2 separate regions of the Mus musculus genome follow, and region 1 is linked to region 2. Evidence: chromatin contacts called from public promoter capture Hi-C data. All regions are on one chromosome and are shown on one strand. The core of a region is the stretch at or near the end of the contact, and the rest is flanking DNA. Distances in the headings are between cores, read along the strand shown. Region 1 holds the start of Gdap1l1 (ganglioside-induced differentiation-associated protein 1-like 1). Region 2 holds the start of Ttpal (tocopherol (alpha) transfer protein-like).

Region 1 (6,410 bases), core at 1,948-4,447, 160 kb before region 2:
ACTGTTAATTCCCAGCTGTGTTCCTCAAATGAATCTCACCTGCTCCAGCAATCTGGCCTGGGGGTGGCGGTGGGACATTTTATTAGGGCCGTGTTCCTGATCTGTCATATCTAATGGAGACCCTCATTCTCTCCATCTTCCTCCTTCTTGGTTCTTCTTTCTCCTTTTTCTCCTTAGTCTAACCTAGAACTTCCAGTCAGGGTGGCTCGCTGAGGTACCTAAGTGCTTTAGAACATTTGCAAGGACATGAGTTCAATTCCCAGCAATCATCTATAACTCTAGTTCCCAGGGGATCTGACACCCTCTTCTGGCCCTTAGACACATAAAAATCAATCTTAAAAATAGCAATGAAAAAGGCAAATTAACTCTCTCATACTAAAGTATTTCATTTGAGAAATATGATTCTGATAATTTACTCCAAGTTCTCCAGCCTTCAGTTAAACAAGAATGGAAGAGGGACAATGTTTTAATAACAATTGTGTCTAGTGATGGATATATGAATGTCCAATGAACTTTTTTCTTTCCTTCCTTCCTTCCTTCCTTTTCCTTTCTTCTTTTCTCTTTCTTTTCCTTCCTTCCTTCCTTCCTTCCTTCCTCCCTCCCTCCCTTTCTCTCCCTCCCTCCCTCCCTCCCTCCCTCCCTCCCTTCCTTCCTTTCTTCCTCCCTCTCTCTCTTCCTTCCTTTTTCTCTTTTTTTTTTTGTATGTTTGAAAATTGAAAACAAACAAGCAAAGAAAAATGCTAGAATTACATCTTTTGCCTCACTTGAGAAAACACCTCCATGAGATCAGGCTGTAGAGCATTTTCTTAGTGATTGATGGGGGTTGGGGCAGCCCACTGTGTGTGTAGCAGGGTTGCACCTCTGGACTGACTTTCCTGTTATCAATAGGAAATTAGGCTGAGAAGCCATAGAGAGAAAGCCACTAAGCATCACTCTTCCATGGCCTCTGCTTGCATCAGCTCCTGCCTCCATATTCCTGCCTGGTTTGAAGTTCTGCCCTCAGTGAACTACAATTCATGATATGTAATTGTTTTTATGTTTCAAGACAGGATTTCTCTGTGTAGCCCTGACTGTCCTGGAACTCACTCTATAAACCATGCTGGCCTCAAACTCAGAGATCTGACTGCCTCTGCCTCCCAAGTGCTGAGATTAAAGGCGTGTGTCATCACTGCCTGGCCGAGATATATAATCTTAATAAACCCTTTCTTCTCCAAGTTACTTTTAGTCTTGGCATTTCATCATAGCAATAGAAACCCTCACCAAACCAAGTGGTATTTCCTAGAATGATTAACCGAAGGAGAAAGACCACCCCCTCCCTACTATGGACACCACCTATGCCTATTGATAGCCCAGTATAAAAAGATCTAAAGAAAAAGAAGGGCTGCTTTTTGCCTGCCTGCCTTTGTGCCCTGCTGGAGAGTGCATGTACTTGGCTGCTGCTTCTGCCGCCATCGCCATCATCCTTCACTGGGACAGAACCCAGCTTCTTTGGCCTTCCAATCCAAAGACTAGTAGCTCCCTAGGCCTGCAGAGCCCTGTTAGAAGTGCTGAAACTTCACCCCCACAGACTAAGCAGCTTCTGAGCTCCCAGGTTCTCCAGCATGCAGACAGCTGCTACAGGACCATTCAGCCTGGTTCGTGGAAAGCGATCTAATAAAAAACCTGGGGAGACCAATTAAACAATGAGACTCAGAAAAAAATGCAGCTCCAGGCTCCTGGCAGCCATGGCATAAAGGAAAGAAAAAGTTCCACAGAAGTTCGCTTACTTTAGTAGAAGAAAAAAATAAATAAATAAAAATAAAAATAAAAATAAAAATAAAAATAAAAAAAAGACCAGCCACGTCTTCAACACTGTCTGTGAGGTGAAGTGTCCAGGACTCCGAAACAGCAAACAGTGAGGCCTGCTCTCCCAGTTACACTAACTCATAAGAGCAGGGTTCGACAAACGGGCTCACGAGACAGGGGTTCTTAGTAAAATTGGCCTACATAAGTACATTCTGTGACGTTTGCAGACATTGCCCAAGGATATATTTCTTATAACTTCTCCCACTCTTTAGGGGCCAGCAACTGTATTTTTCAACTACTATCTCGGGGTCCACTTCTCAAAGGTAAATTATGACATTAATAACATTCATATTCTGGGACTGAAGAGGTGGCTCAGCTATTAAGAACACTGGCTGTTCTTCCAGAGGACTGGTGTTCAAATCCACATGGTGTCTAACAACTGTAACTCCAATTCCAGGGGATCTGACACCTCTTCTGGCCTCCGAGGGCACTAGACATGCATCTGGCACCCAGACATATTCATGCAGACAAAAACACCCATACACATACAAATAAATAAATATCTAATAAAATATTTTCCAGGGGAAGCATGGGTATGCTTAGGTAACCTTACCTAAGTTCCAAAGAACATTTAAAATCTCCTACAGGAGAGGCACAAGGGCTGTCTACAGACTCCTACCTGGCTACATATCCTAGGGTAATGGTGTCACCTAGGATCCCACCAATGGTACCCCTCCTCACCTGGGAAAGTCATGTCTACATAGCTAAGACACATGATTCCTTTAAAGAGCTTGAGTTGCTGCTTGCAGGACTGCTGAATCACGAGCCAGTCCCGTCCTGTATGAAGCCAGCCTTGAGTTTGAATCTCAGCTCCACCAGTTAGCAGCTCTATGACCTTGAGCAAGGTCACTTCTCCTCTGAGCCTCCCTTTCTTCCTCTGTAAATCAGGCCAAAGGGGTAGACCGCTGGAAAGCCCTTAGTGCCTGTGCCTGGGCAGAGAGAAAGTGCCGATGTGGTTAACAAATTACAATTCATCCCCTTCTGCTGTTGGAAACCCTTTAGGAAGGGGAACATCAGAAAATGGAGTTTCAAATAAAGCTATCTCCAGACACTACTTGTGAAAAAGGGTTAACAGACCTCTATACTGCCATTTATCTAAACTAAGAAGTGTTTCCGCAAGATTGAGAGGCACAAATGCGTAATTATGGTGAAGTCTTTGGCAGGTGACTGACCAACTGTGAGCGCTCTGGGGGGCTTGGCCCGGGTTTCTGCAACCTTCCCTCCCTAGGGCCCTCAGGGAGGACCTCCAGCTGGGAGGAGGAGGAAAGAGCCCCGGGATCCCCTTGCCCCTCCTCCTGCACCCAGTGAGTAATGACATCGCGGGGAGGGGGAGGAGGAAGAGGGGCAGGCTCGAAGAGGCCATGTGATGCTGGGCGCCAGCGAGCCGCTGCCGAGCCGCCTCCTTCCTCCTTCCTCGGATCGCGGGCTGTCATGGCGACCCCCAACAACCTGACCCCCACCAACTGCAGCTGGTGGCCCATCTCGGCACTGGAGAGCGATGCAGCCAAGCCGGTGGAGACCCCCGACGCGCCCGAGGCATCCAGCCCCGCCCATTGGCCCAAGGAGAGCCTGGTTCTGTACCACTGGACCCAGTCCTTCAGCTCGCAGAAGGTAGAGCGGGCGCGGGGTGCGGACAGGCGACTGGGAGGGGACCGGAGAGAGAGGCAGGTAGCACCGGGGGTCCCCGGAGGGAACTGTCCTGAGGGGCCGCAGAGCCCTGCCCCAATGCCAGGAGCATCTCCTTAGGCCTCGTTTCCTCCTGGGGACACCTGAACAGAGAGACAAAGGCCGGGGACAGACCTGCCCTGCCGGCAAGCGGCCTGATGGGGCTGAGCAGAGGAAGCCTCACTTTAGGCCAGCTTTCATCCCATCCACTGTTCCAGACACTCTCGGGCCACAGCTCTGAGGCCCTCGTTCTAGCAGGGGTCTTCTTCAGTCAGGGACTTAGGAAGTCTTTCCTCCCGCCGTCACCCTTTCTCAAGAGCTGAGAAGGAAGGAGTTAACCCATCCCCTCAGAGCAGCTGGCTTGCCCATCAGATTTGTTTTGCTCTTAAAGGCACAGACCGGCTTTGGCTCCTTAGACCACTTAGAACACTCCCCTCCTTTCTAGGGTAGGGGCAGTTGAAAGTACACCTTAGTACTGTCACCGGGGTTTCCGCTTTGTAGGAGTGAGATTAGGCTCTGCGCCCAATACCTGGTGGTTCTAAGGGACTCAGTCTCCCACCCTGCCTGGGTAGCAGTCCTGTCTGTAGCCAGTGGGTTCAGCACCATGGCCAGAGCCCAGAACTCGTTCTAAGGCATAGCTGTTTGTTACCTGACTACCCCAGCTCCCCACCGCCCTGTCCCATGCCTTCATTTTACACATGGGGGCCGGCAAGTATTGCTGAAGATAAATGCTTGGGAAAACAAAGACTTGGATTTGTGTTTTGGTCCAGGTTAAGTTTTATAACCTGAAAAATGGGATAGTGATAGAGGTAATAATAGCCACCAGGAACTTGAACCCCTCAGTAGAGTTTCTGGAGGGGCTGTTTAAGGGGTGACACAACAGTACTCCAGGCTGGCTCTACTCACACCCCACTGTGCCTTGAAATCACTTCATGATCCTGGCTAAGACACAGCCTGCCAGAATCTGCCCCAGATGGCTGTTAGTCTAGAGGCCCACCTAGGTGATACTGAGAAAGTTGGGCTACCTATCACTCTTTGGTCTCCCAATTTAGAGTCCTTGAGTCTGAGATTAGCCAGGGAGAGCCCAGTGGGAGAACCATCTTCTTCGCTGGCCCACTATGAAGCTTTGGATGCCTCGGTTTACCTCTCCAAAGGCTAAGCGCTCTGATCTGTAAAGTGGAATAAACATTGTCACTTCTGCAGGGGAGCTACCGTGAGGATGATGTGAAATTGTGTAGAGAGAGTGTTGCTGTTGATGCCTGGTAAGGGATGGAGGGTCTGTTGATAAGGGTGTGAGGATTTGTTAAAGTGTTAGGGGGTGGAACAGGGATCAGCTCAGTAGCAGAGCTTGTGCTTAACGTGAACGAGGCTCTGGACTCAAATCTCAGCATCAAAATAAAAATTGCTAGATAAAGAAGAGTCGAAGCTAGCCAAGGTCACTCTGAGACCTGTCCATGCATTTTCATGTGCTTACCAAGCACCTACTTGCTTGCTGAGTGTGTCCTGGGTTGTACACGACACTGGGGATTTGAAGATGGGTCAGACTGACCTCCAGTTCCCAGAACTCTCCCAATGCAAACCTTCTGGAAGCAGACCTCGATGACTGGGATACAATATGTGGTAGTGGGAGGCATCCCCCTGCTGTCCCTCTAGAGACTCTCCTGCTCCTCTCTCAGGGAAGATTCACGATTCAGCCTGAGCGTGGGGCATAGGTGGGCTGGAGTTAGGGAAGGGACTACTCACAGCAGCACTCCTTTAGGCTAAGTGTCTCTCAAGCTAGCTAGGCATCCTCGTGCCTCCTCCACCAGGGTACAGTCACACAGCCTGAAAGCAGCACACAGGAATAGGAGGATGGGTTTGACAATCATTTGGCTGGGTTCATATCCTCTTGGCTGTTTATCCTCTGAGTGACTCTGGGCAAGTCACTTCACCTGTCTATGACTCAATCCTCACCTGCAAACAGGGCCTTGCTTTTCTCTGGGCTCTGCAGATTGCCTGGGGGATTTCCAGAACACTGGTGTGTGTTAAGAGCCTAGTGTGCAGTAGGAACACAGTGGGTGCATTCCATCTTCCCCTTTGGCCCTTAGGCCAAGCTTGCTGCAGAATCTCTGGGAAGCCCCTCCTTGATTGTATCTGAGCTCTTACTTGCAGAAATGTCCTACCTTAGAGAGTGATGGCAATCCCTGTGGGCACTGGGGACTGTAGTAGATCCTAAGGGCAGCAAGATCATGTATGAGCCCAAAGTCTAGACTCTGGGCCTAGCCAGCTGGGCTGCCCCTGACTAGCAGGACTATATACACACATTACTTTGCCTCTTGTGTCTCAGTGATGCATTTGATAAACTGGGGGGTAAAGGCAGTATGTGAACTCCTGAGCATTGCCTAGAAAGTACATGGCATGTGCCAAGGACTCTGTGATTGCTGACTGCCATGAAGACACCAGTTGTGACATGAGACACATTCAGTCCTTGTCCCTCTCAGACCCTGTGGATATCATAACCTCTCTAGGTTTCACCTTGTTTGGTCTTTTGTGGGCAACACTAGTAACTCAACCTGAGGGTGTGAGGACTGAGTGATGCCATGCACGGTCATGGATGGAGCTCCTGATTGATTACACAACTGCGCACTGACGGAGTGCTCAGGCACTGTCCTGGGTGGTGGTCAGAGGCCACAGGGCTGGGAAGAAGCTAAGACTGCTTACTGGGAATATGAGTATGGCTCCCATATGTCCATGGCCTTCTCTGAACCTCAGTTTCCTCAATAGGAAAATATATCAGCTACCACCTGCCAGCATCCCTCCTTCCCCATACAGAATGAATAGCCTTTCCTATCCCAGTGTCCTCTACATTATATATACACACACAGATACACACACACACACACCCACACACCACTCCCCAT
Region 2 (6,296 bases), core at 1,674-4,173:
AAACTTTCACTCAGGAAGGCTGACCATCCTCACCAAGCTCATCTCCCCCTACTGTCAGCATCTAGAAGTGCAGGCTGGGCTGCCAGGGCCACCGGTAAACTGTTCATCTGGAAGAGAGGTTTAATCTCAACACCTGGGCCAGCAGGGCTAAAGCTTTGCTCCAGAAGCCTCCTACTATTTGTGCAGCTTGAGAAAAGTTATTTTTGTCTTATGAGCTCATTTAATCAGCTTTTTTGTTTTGTTTTTGCTTCTGAAGACTATGTTAGTTACCTTTCTATTCCTGACAAAGCCACTTAAGAAGGGAAGAGTTGGTGGCCAGCAGTGGTGGCTCACACCTTTAATTCTGGCATTTGAGAGGAAGAGAGAAGTGGGTCTCTGTGAGTTCTAGGCTATCCCGGTCTATGTAGTGAGTTCCAGGATAGCCAGAGCTCCTGTCACAAACACACACACACACATACACACACACAGGAAGGAGGAAGAGTTTATTCAGGCTCACAATTCAGGGTACAGAGGCCATCATGAAAAGCAGCACTTAAGGTAGCCAGTCATATTGTGTTCCAGTCAGGAAGCTTAGTGAGAGAAGTGAACAAAGGCTGCTGCTTAGCTGCCTTTCTCCACAGTCCAGGATCCCAACCAGGGAATGATCCCAGCTAGTCTTCCCTATTCAGTGAGCCACAGTTAAGGCAAATTCCTATAGACATACCCAGATATCCACTTCACGGGTGATTCTAGAGCCTATGAATTTGACAGATAACACTAACCAGCCCAGGGATCCAGATGTTTGGGAGCCTGAATAGATTGGCCAACGTCATATAATTTGAATTAAGATTAGTAGATTTCGGTGGATGAATCATGTCCTGTCCCCTGAGATGTCCTCATCTTAGCCTCTGTAATTTGTAAATATCTCATGGGGTCAAAGAGATGTTATAGGTGTGCTTAAGGATCTTCAGATGGTGAGACTATTCCAGGTTCTCCCAATAATGGGCCCAATGTAACTGTAAACATTCTTATAAGTGAGAGGCAGGAAGCTGGAGGTGACGTGTCTCCTGATCTTTTCTACTCAAGAGGCTGAAGTGGGAGAACTGAAAGTTCAAGACCAACCTGAGTAAGTGTCTCAAAAACAAATCTTTGAAACAGGGTCTTACTCATGGTCCTGACTGGCCAGCTGACCTCAAACGCAGCTGAGGTTAAAGGCGTGCATCACGATGCCCAAATTTCTCAAATATTTGAACATGACTTTTGTAAGAGACATGAGCATTCACACTTATGATTCCAGGACTTCCAAATGTGACACAGAAGGATTGTGGACTTGAAGTCAGCCTAGATTACATCAAGTTCTCTCTCTCTCTCTCTCTCTCTCTCTCTCTCACTCACACACACACACAAAGAGAGAGAGAAAGAGAGAGAGAAAGAGAGAGAGGGAGAGAGAACACAGAGGGGGTATTCAGGACTCAGTCAGTTGCCGTTGTGACAACAGAAGCAAGATGTCGGAGTGATGTGGGGAAGACCATGGACCAAATAATACCAGTAGCTCAGTAGCTTCTGCAAGTTGGAAAAGAGAACCAGTACCCAGAGAGACAGCAGCCTTCCCAGCTCCCCGGTGTCTTTAGCAAAGCAACAAAATACATTTGTGTTATTTGAAGTCACTATGTAGTAATTTGTTATAAATGGAACAGGAAACTAACACTTAGATTTGGGCGGGGGGGGGGCGCGGACGGGGGACAGGACACCTATTTAAATGTGAGTTTCTGAGAAACAAACATTTCTAAAGTATGTGTCCCAAATGTTACATAAGGAACCTAGTCTTAAAAATAGACCTTTGTTTATCTGAAATTCAAATTTAACTGAGAGTTCTATATTTTATTTGGCAGCCTAGAAGCTGGTGACTGGAGAGAAGGGAGGACTGCAAGTCTCATGACTTGTAACCTGGGGTGGCGGCACACACTCACTGTCTCAGAAGACAAGGCGCAAGAGTCATGAGTTGGGGGCCAGCTGGTCTACAAAGGCACCCTCTATTAAAAACAAACAAAACAGATAAACATAACTCAGAATTCCCAGGGTACCTCGAACCCCTCTCACATATTTAGTTTGACATCTGGCAAAATCCATTGTGTCCTTATGTCCTTGAAGGTCACTTCCCACCACTCTAGGACTCCACTTATTCATAAGGTAGGGAAAGGATGAGGGACTTAAGGTTATCCCTTTGAATATGACATTTTCTTAGACCGACGAAATTTCTCTCTAGAAATGGTCTGTTGTCCTTATTCTACCTAAAAGAGATTTGCCTCGAAATTACAGTTGCACAAACCATGGGTATGTGTGGTGAGGCTAGTAAATGGGTCAGATGTGGAGTTAATAAACTCCTTTTCAAACTACTGCTGTCTCGAGACAACATTGTGAGCCCCAGAGCAGGAAACAAGTAGTTTCTGAGTCGGGGTCCAGGGCAAGAATCGTTATTCACGAAGAAATAGAGGCGAAGAGGCTAGTGCACTTGGCCAAAGCGGCTCAGCTGATGGCATACTGACACAGGCAGCCAGTCCAGACATCAGCTGAGGACAGAGTAGTTCTGCAAATGATAAGCCTGAGGTCTAGGTCTGAAGCTGGTTTCTGCATTGATTTGCCGCTTCTCTAGAGGTCACAGCAGGCAGGGGGATTGAAAAAAAAAAATATATATATATATATAAAATGAAAATAAATAAATAAAAAGACAATTTAATGAGAAAATGATGTAGAACACTAGGCATATGGCAGTGTGTTCCAGCTTCCCTCCCCGAGGCCTCAGTTTCCCCACCCGAAACCCAACTCAGCTGCACAGCCGGGGCCACCAGGTGGTGTCAAGCCCCAAGTCAGCACTACAAAGTTCACTCATGCGCATTCCCGGATGGGCGCCGCCTACACGCGGCTCGAGCGTCACTTCCGGCGCGAGGGCCGGGCCGGCCGGCCGGGGAGTGCGGGTCTGTTCTGCGCGCGCTGCCAGCCGAGGCTCCTGCCGCCGTGACCCGCGCTCCGCCCGCCGCCGGGCTGGTGAGTGCCCACGAGCCCGGGTGTGCGCCGAGGGGCCAGAGATAGGGACCGGAGAGGGCGAGATCGCCGGAAGTGGGCCAGAGGGGCGGGAGACCCCAGGAAATGGGGACACCTGGGGAGGGGGCGAAGACCGGAAGTAGGGGCCTTGGGACGCTGTCAGCGGCTCGCAGGTCTCTGGGGCTCCGAGAGAGATGGCTTCCTGCCTCCTGTTGTTGTGGACGAGAGGGGATGCCCCGGAGAGAGAGATGGCTCCAGGTGGGGAGGGTGTCAGGCTTTATTTCCTGTCCATCACGTCGTTGTCGAGGCTGACAGCCACTGCTGAGCCCTTGGGGATACAGCAGGAAGCTGCAGGTGGAAGATAGAGATGATGAGACCAGGGTGGGGCTTGACCCTTCTTCGCTCTGCCTCACTGGACAGGGCTTGCCGTACTTCCCCTGATGTTGACGGAGTGCTGTCGCGAGCCGGCACTGGGTCTTGTGGTGACTCCACAGGCAAGTTCTCTGGCCTGTAGTGATGATTCACATTGTAGGAGGTCAGTTCCCTCCTTTGTAAAGTGGCAACTGACGATAATCAGCACGCTCAGTTATTGTGAAGATGAAATGTGGAGCCGACAGTGTAGTTCAGTGGGAGAGTGGTGCCTTGCATGTGCAAGGCCCTGGGGTTTATCTCCAGCAACAAATGCCCAGGAAGAAATAAAGAAACAGATGTACAATGGGGAGCTTGATTCAAAGCAGAACCCTCAGCCTGTAGGACCTCTTTGCATCAGTCCATGATGTAAACCGCACGAGGCAAGGCGTTATTGTTTTCTGCTGTGTCCCTAGCATCTGTCAGCACAGTGCCTGACAGGTACAGGAGGCCATCAGTAATTCTTTGATAAATGACTGGGTGGGAACTGACCCAGAAGAGTTCCTTGTAGACACCTGTGACACTAAGTAAAAGTTTCTAAAGACGAATAGGAACCCAGGGCTGTAGAAACCTGGAGGAACTCACCCTGAGGAAGGGGGCGGGGGGGGGGGGGGATGGAGCGGGGATTTACAGACTAGATCCCATCGCAGTTGGGCCTTGGCAGCTAACATGGAGAGAAGCCTTCATGCAGAGAGTGTCAGATGTGTGAGATAGTCTAAGAATGTGGATTATTAGTTTGTCCTCCCTGGTAAATGGAGGAGAGAAAGGAGAGGGCCTTTGGGGCTAGTTCTATAGTCTGTGGCACCGCGGTCAATCTCAGGCAATGAATTAGGATTCTAGGCACCTACCTGTTGGAAACAAGTTGCCATGGAAACAGCCCAGGGCAGATCCCGTGAGATCAAGATTGTCCCATCCCTTGCTCAGCACACCTCTGTAAAAGTACATTAAAATAAAATATTTATGATGTGGGACCTATATGTCTTATAGCTTTTTAGGTGCTACATTCAGGTTAATGCACAAGACCTGACTATCACACACTGATTACCTACACACATGTCAAGAATGGGAGATGTGCTAGTCCACAGAGCTCACACCCAAGCAGCTCAGACAGTCAGGAGTCAGTTCACATACACTGTCCCCTCTCACCTGGATTGGTGAACTTTCTACACCAGTGGTTCCCAACCTGTGGGTCGCGATTCACAAAGAGCATTGGAAAATACAGATGCTGACATTGTGATTCATAACTAGCAAAATGATGAAGTAGCAATCGAAACACTTTGATGGCTGGGGTAACCGCAACATGAGCTGTATTAAAGGGTCACAGTGGTAGGGTGAGAACCTCGGCTCTAGGTCATCACTTCCCTGCGGTACATGTTTAAGATGAAAGTTACTTCTCACTGGTACTTTCTGCGATGTGTAGGTGCTCATGGCATGGTACACACCTGGAGCTCAGAGGTCAGCCTTGAGTCGGTTCTCTCCACTTTTACAGGGGTTTTGTAGATTTTGGAAAGTTCATTTCTATGGTTTGAACTCAGCCAGGCTGGGGCTTCAGGTGGGCCCGCCATTCCACACCCCTCATGCATACATGAGACAACCGAGTGGTCCTTTTGAGTAGAAATCGGATCATGTCAAACCAGCTCTGCCTTTCCTCTCTCAGCACAAAAATTTGAGGTTCTCACTGGCCTACAGCGTCCTGACCACTACCCGCCAGTAGGCCTCTGAATTCATCTACTTTCACCTTGCTTCCTTCACTGGGCTACACTGGGTGTCTGGCTTCTCAGAAAAGCCAGGCATTTTCAGATACCTTCACCCGACCATGGGATGTGTTTGGCATATCCTGTCTTCTCATTTTTGCTCAAGTGTTAACCTACGGGAGCCTTGCTGCCTGACTGCGTTATTTAAAATTGCAAACCTAATCCCACCTCCCACTCCTTCTTCATAATAAAGGAATGGCTATTATGGTTAGAAATGTCTCCTATCTCCACTGGGCTCAATGAAGTGGGAATTTTTTCTTTACACCTACAACCCCAGCACCTGGAAAACCAGGTGCATCCTAAGTATTTGAGATTTGTTGGATGCCTGTGTGTCATCCACTCAGGACTTAGGGTGAATCTGTGCGGGTTGAGATGAGCCGGAGGAAGAACATGCCATTGAGAGGGACCAGAATATGCACAGAATGAGGATATAGCTTTAGAGGTTGGAATCTGAGAGATGGAGTGGGCAACCCTGAGATTTGGAGGGAGTAGCCTGTTCGGCCACTGGCCGCAGTGGATCAGGAATTTAGCCAGGGCGTTACAGGTATGTACACGAACTCTGAGATGGCCCTGCTTTTCTTGTTGAGCGTGGGATGGAAGATCAGTGTCCTATGAACGGAGGCTTAGGCTCTGCAGCCAGGGAGTCCTGCGGCTAGCTTATTCCCAGGACACCTTGGGCAGCTGTCTTTTGTTTTCCATTCAGTAGTGAGTGAGTGCAGGCTTGCCCAATATCAAGCCCTAGTACCAACAGACGGACAGGCAGTGTGTCGAGTTTATTGGAGCGCCTGCATAAGCAAAGGGAAGGGAGATGACAAAGGAAGAGCCTTTGGTCTGTAATGCAGGTCTGGCCCCTGTGAAGGAGCTTTAGGCAGGAAGAATCTCTGAGAGCAGGCCAGGCCCTGGAAGAATCCAGCTAGAGAGACAGAGAACTTGAACCACCGTTGCCTCTTGGAGGTACCCACTTCTCTCTTGGCCACTCACTGACTGGGGGAATTGGAGGCTGTTTGTACAAAGCCTAGCCGTAAGTGGATAGTGCTGAAGGGACAACAGCCAGGCCCCTTGATTCTATGTCCTTAGCAGCAGATCTGACACATTTCTATGATCACTGTAGTA

Evidence for each region. Promoter capture Hi-C pulls out the DNA fragments that hold promoters and counts their contacts.
Region 1: a promoter capture Hi-C map of stem cell-derived epiblast-like cells shows a contact between it and region 2, with 4 times the contacts expected there. The contact joins the promoter of Gdap1l1 here to the promoter of Ttpal in region 2. A contact is called at or near these places in 6 of 39 promoter capture datasets (the 3T3-L1 cell line, the HPC-7 cell line, embryonic stem cells and 3 more), 4 of 484 Hi-C or Micro-C datasets (CD4 T cells, the HPC-7 cell line, embryonic stem cells and 1 more), 1 of 115 datasets of contacts at active chromatin or transcription factors (pancreatic cancer cells) and 2 of 9 other capture datasets (adipose tissue and pancreatic islet).

The regions. Positions count from the first base shown.
Region 1 is chr2:163,435,270-163,441,679 of GRCm38.p6, forward strand. It overlaps Gdap1l1 (ganglioside-induced differentiation-associated protein 1-like 1), which reads left to right and starts at 3,198. Exons shown (of 6, transcript NM_144891.2): 1 at 3,198-3,456. The coding sequence starts at 3,277.
Region 2 is chr2:163,599,391-163,605,686 of GRCm38.p6, forward strand. Ttpal (tocopherol (alpha) transfer protein-like) reads left to right here and starts at 2,924. Exons shown (of 5, transcript NM_181734.3): 1 at 2,924-3,024.